Linked DNA regions of Zea mays: region 2 is linked to region 1. The links are chromatin contacts, called in public Hi-C maps. All regions are on one chromosome and are shown on one strand. The core of a region is the stretch at or near the end of the contact, and the rest is flanking DNA. Distances in the headings are between cores, read along the strand shown. Region 1 holds the start of LOC100502260. Region 2 has its middle 3.8 kb from the start of LOC109943610.

Region 1 (2,700 bases), core at 194-2,693:
TTCTTCTGCTCATAAGAGTTTACACTAGCATCGCAGGCTATTCTTATCCACCTGCACCACAGAAATGGAATGGAAAGTGCAACTGCCCAAATGCCACAAACCTACAGGAAGTTAACTTTTGAGCAGTGATAATGTTCAACCAGGTACGTAATCAACCTAGCAGCAAATAAAAATAGTATGGAGTAATTACATAGTGAGTTTTCACTCCATATTTCACAGAAATGTGCAGCTACGAAGCTCCTAGGTACTATCTTTATATGGCATATTAAGACCTAAAAGGCACAAACTAAGGGGGTGTTTGGTTTCTAGGGACTAATGTTTAGTCCCTATATTTTATTCCATTTTAGTTCCAAAATTGCTAAATATAGAAACTAAAGCTTTATTTTAATTTCTATATTTAGCAATTTATAGACTAAAAAGGAATAAAATGAAGAGACTAAACATTAGTCCCTAGAAACCAAACACCCCCTAAACAACTTTGGAATATGATGATACTGCCAGTTACACCATAATTAGGTCTATAATAGGATCCAAGTGACATAACATGGTTTGACCAAATCTAAAATATATTCGTAAACAAAAAAAAGGTAACACCTATGATATTTGACAGACTTGTTCAACGGCATCAAACAATGTCAAATGCCCTGACTCGGCATTGATTTGACAACAAGATATTCCAAAAGACCAAACCTAGTGAAACCTTCATCAAGTAGTTCACATTTCATAATAACCCAAAAGGGTGGGCAGGCAAAAACTTAAATTCCGTAGTGTGCAGTCGGGAATGCTTAATTCCGTAGTGTTAACACAGATAAATTCCTTCCGAATGGCCAGGAAAATTATCTTACCTCCACAGCGAAATCATAATTTGTCACGAAAGTCGGTAAACAGAAGAAAATTTAGGCAGCCGAGCATAAGCAAGTCTCACCAGGAAGATCTTGCTGCCGCTGCTGCCGAGCTGGAGCAGATCCCTGGCGGCGTGGAGCGCCTCCCTGAGCCGCCGTAGCGCGGCCTCCGATGCCACCGTAAGTGGCGTGGGCGCTTCCTTGGCCTCCTCCAGCATGGGCACGAGGAGCCGGATCCGCCGCGACAGGTTGCAGAACTGACGCCGGTACGAGTTCCTGAAGTCCGAGATGGCCGCGATCTCGCTCACAAGCTCGACCAACCGCTCAACCACCTGGCTCTCCCCATCCGCCGCCTCAACCCTTGCCTCCGTCTCCGCCGTTTCTGAGCTCGAGGGCGGCAGCGGAGCGGCGGCCGCCGCGGCTTCCGCGCCAGCGTCGGTGTTCACATCCGATTTAGGAGCAGACTTAGATTCGTCATCCATGGCAGCAGACCAAACGCTCAAGCTCGGGCCTCGGCCTGCGCAGCACGGTGGCCGGAGACACGGGATTGTGGGTTTGTGGCCGAGCAGGGGGGAGGGGATTTGGAGCAGGGGAGAGAAGCGGCCGAGGCTCCTGCTCCTGCCTCGGCTAGTATAGCTTCGCTCTGCCGTGCGGGACTGCCAATCGGTCCCACCGGTCAGCGTCATCCTCTCGCTCTCCCCGAGCCGCTGCCTCCCTCCGCGGCTCCGCCGCGCCGGCTCGGCTTGCTTCCGGCTCGTGCACCGAAATGGTAGACCCTGGAGTGAGAACCTCAACGGCGGGACCGCCGTCGGTGCATGAGCTGGGTTCAGGAGATCAGTAGCAGCTTTCGGGCTGGGAGTTGTTGCCTGCGAATGGTTTATTTGTTTTCTGTTACAGTAAATGACGAATGTGTTTCGCTTTTTTATCGGCTTTTGCTTTTGGATGGACGGGAACTCGAACAAAACCAAAAAAACGAATGGATTTTTGTGGCTTAAAACACTTTCTAATCAGAGCGGCTCAAGGTAGGCCCGGTGGTTTGCCCACACCACACCAGTGACACCACAGCCCACAGGGAAGGATTAGGGGTGGTTGCAACCGGCAAAGCGAGCGAGCGCAACCAGCCAACAATTACGTCAGCGAAAATTTTAAACGTGGCTTCTTCTGGAGGATTTGTCGATGTCAGAAGCAGATAGTGACGTAAGATAGGCTCATCTCAAAACACACCAGAAACCATTTTCTTTTGCAGATGATGGGTAATAATAGACTAGGTCGTCAAGGTTAGAATTTATGTATTGCATCAGGCCCTCGGAGTTGAATTCGATAAGCATTAGAAATCCTAACTGACTCTGCGTACGTGTGGACCGTCCACGTTACTACCGCAGACCGTTCGGATTGCGGACCATCCGGCTTTGGGACCAGACCGTCCGTGCTGCATTTTCTGTGTTCAACAGATTCTTTTGTAACAATATGTCTGTTGTCCAAACACATGCTGCGTTTTTGATATTATAATAAATTAGAACTATATCAGTGAGGTACTAAAACGAAATATTAGGATATTTTTAAATAAGAGGGGACAACTCATATTTTAAATAGAGTACTGACCCAAGCCCACATTATATCAGCTCAGAAGTTCAGAAGTTCAGAGAAACAGCCCATATTTCACACAGGGCATTTCGGTTCGGGGCATTTCGGTCCGGCGGGATCGAAACTCTCGCACCCGAGAGCCCTTTATATCCGCTAGGGTTTACGCGCATTTTTGCTCCTCACTGCCGCGCCGCCACCCTCTACAGGTGAATGTAACGAATCCGCCGCGGGCGTCATCTCCTCTTCCCACCTCGACTCGCCTTGCTCGCCGGCG
Region 2 (2,700 bases), core at 70-2,569, 130 kb before region 1:
GTCCAGGTTATTCTCCGTCAAGATTTTTGTGTGTGTGTAGATTCCATGTTGAGAAACGATAATATGGTTCAGGTTATGCACTACTGGAATTTGGCTCTTTGCCAAGTGCTCGGCGCTTTATTTGTTGAGTGCTTTCTATTGGGCACTCGGCAAAGAAGTATTTACAGGCGTTACAGAAATACACTCGGCAAATGCGACGTCTCCGTTACCAGGCACCGTGATGTATGGCGGCTTTTCTTTGTCGAGTACCGAGTGACAATCGGCAAATACTCGGCAAAGAAGCTGTTGCCGATTTACTGTTCGCTGAGCTCTTTTTGCCGAGTGTCACACTCGTTAAAGTTTTTGCCGATAGTTTTTTGGGCTTTGCCGAGTGCTTCTGGCACTCGGCAAAGCGTCCGATTCAGGTAGTGATGGTTCAATCTTGGCACGCCATATCAGACAAATGTTAATTTCGCTAAAAATTAAATTCCCTTCAAACTAAATCTGAAATAGGCACTGTGTTCTCCATCATCATATCGTTCAATGGTAGCGAATGGTGTTCTCCATATCATGCTATCCAGATGTGTGTCCCGGATGACCTTCAAAAAAAGTTCTATGGATTTGGTTACCTACTTATATATGCGATAGAATATATATAGGAGAGGCTTTTTGCACGGTGGTTTATTTTTTATTTTAGCCTTTTGAAAAAGTGAAGGCATGATGTGTTTTGAGCCTACACCTTCCATATATCAATCCAAGTGGACGGCCAAAAAGTTTTTTCCCCCAATTCTCTATGCATGAGCCATTCCTTGAGGAATACTAAAAGCGTGGGCCGCGCCATGCACTTCAGTTTTGACATATGCATGTGTGTCTATAATACAAGAGGCCCATGCATCCTTCATTCCATATGCATAAGAGGAGACGGCGATCAAATGCTAGAAAAGGTGTCCATATGGTCCAGGTAAACATGTCTTTGGTAGCTTTGGCTGCCTACCTGGTCCTTCACAACTGTGTGGTGAGAAAGAGAGAAGCAGCAAGATTAAGGACATCATGGGGACACATATGCAAAGCACTAACAATCAAAAGGCGAGCGGGCCGGGAAAAAGACAAGTCCAAAGCTAGCCAAGAATGTCCAAGGCTAAGGACCGATGGTGATGAGTCGTCTGAGTAAAGGTAGATGCCGAAAGCAAGACTTGAAGAGGGACTGAGGGTTGTGGCTGGGACGATTCATCACCAGGGATAGGGAATCGGTGGATGGCATGCATAGCCCTACTGATAGCTGCCTTCCATGGATCTCCGGCCTAGTGCACAGTAGCAGATAGTATGAGCCTTTCATTGGTACCGAGGCATGCTGCAGCCCCGCTCTTCCGGGGCCCCGGCGGCTCCTCTCCCGTATCTGTGGGCAACTCATGCCCTACGTACTATGCCCATGTGTTACTGTATGTGTGTCTAGTCAGCCAGCTTTCACGGGACTGAAAAACTACAGAGGCATGCATGCAGATGATCTCAGTGATGATCGACAGGACTCTCAGAGCTTTCGGCTCTGATTAAGGACGTGACAATAATATCGGCACCCGGTAGCTACATAAATTAGTTTACACAAGGATCAATTATGGAGAGGCCTAATCCTGTTTCGTGCTTGCTAAGCTAGCGTACGCAACACACAGCTCGATGGCGTTATATGTGCGTGTCATTATCAAACTTTCTGTGTTGACAAACGGCGACGTCTCTCAGAGAGAGATATATAGGTCGATCGACCCACCTGAATTAAATTCTCTTCGGCTGTTTTTCTGTGTTTCACCTTGGGCAAATCCTACGCCATTGGGAGAGACGTACGTCCAACAGGGAACATCACGGTGTTTTCCATACAGACACACACACAGAGAGAAACGTGTGTATAACGGAGAAAACTAGGTAATTTCAGCAACAATTTAATCAAAAATAGCTCACGCTGTTAGATATATATGTGCACGTGTGAGTGTGATCTAAGCACGTAGAAAATAGCAACTAATTAACATGATTATGATCCAAAACCTGATTGGATATAGATGGTATCAACAATAATAGACATAGTGCCTAATCGGTGTAGTCGTCCTATTCGACAGTGCAGAGAGGTAGTTGTGCCAATCACCACTAATTCATCGTGCCAAAAAGGAGAGGACGTAGCGTCAACACTAGGAAAGAGAGGACGAAGCGAGTAGTCATGTCGCTTATGAACACCCCCCAAAAATATGATTACAATCCTTCACACGAGCAAATAAACTCTTGAATGGCACTCACTTCGGAGGCCCCCTCTCTCAGTACTCGTGCATACAAGAACTAGAATCGGGTGCACTTGTCTAACAACTGAAGTAGAGGCAAGCAGTGGCAAACTAAGTAACAATGACATGATGAAGCTCATATAGATGATCCAGAGAAGAGCAAAGGAGAAGTCGTTAAAGCAAAGAATCTAGAAAGCCGAAGCCACTACTCTCCAGTGCCTAAATGATGAAATTCACAATATCAAGGCAACACATATGACGATATAACCTAGGATCTACAACAAAAGCTTCAAAATAAATAAACTCATAACAACCATTCATGTCCACCGATCCAACTTCCTCGATATCAACAAATCTATAGAAATCTTCGGTGCTTGGCCTAGAGAAATATTAGGATGGATGACCGACCATGAATTTTCTCGGGTGTGCATGAGTGAGGACACAGTGCACAAAAACACTC

What was found. A called contact is a pair of places that touch in the nucleus more often than the background predicts.
Region 2: a Hi-C map of tassel shows a contact between it and region 1, with 3 times the contacts expected there. The contact joins the enhancer-like site here to the promoter of LOC100502260 in region 1. A contact is called at or near these places in 3 of 25 Hi-C or Micro-C datasets (ear, leaf and tassel).

Annotation. Positions count from the first base shown.
Region 1 is chr1:40,739,644-40,742,343 of Zm-B73-REFERENCE-NAM-5.0, reverse strand. LOC100502260 reads right to left here and starts at 1,443. Exons shown (of 4, transcript NM_001363251.1): 1 at 926-1,443. The coding sequence starts at 1,324. LOC100192516 (60S ribosomal protein L3-1) reads left to right here and starts at 2,625. Exons shown (of 5, transcript NM_001137736.1): 1 at 2,625-2,700.
Region 2 is chr1:40,869,435-40,872,134 of Zm-B73-REFERENCE-NAM-5.0, reverse strand. No RefSeq gene overlaps it. Among protein-coding and RNA genes, the nearest start is that of LOC109943610, 3.8 kb to the right of the region's middle. Within about 2 kb of position 1,319, at least 14 of the 20 cell types and tissues checked have an H3K27ac peak or open chromatin away from gene starts, as enhancers often do. A contact at or near this core is called in ear, leaf and tassel, where this site is marked.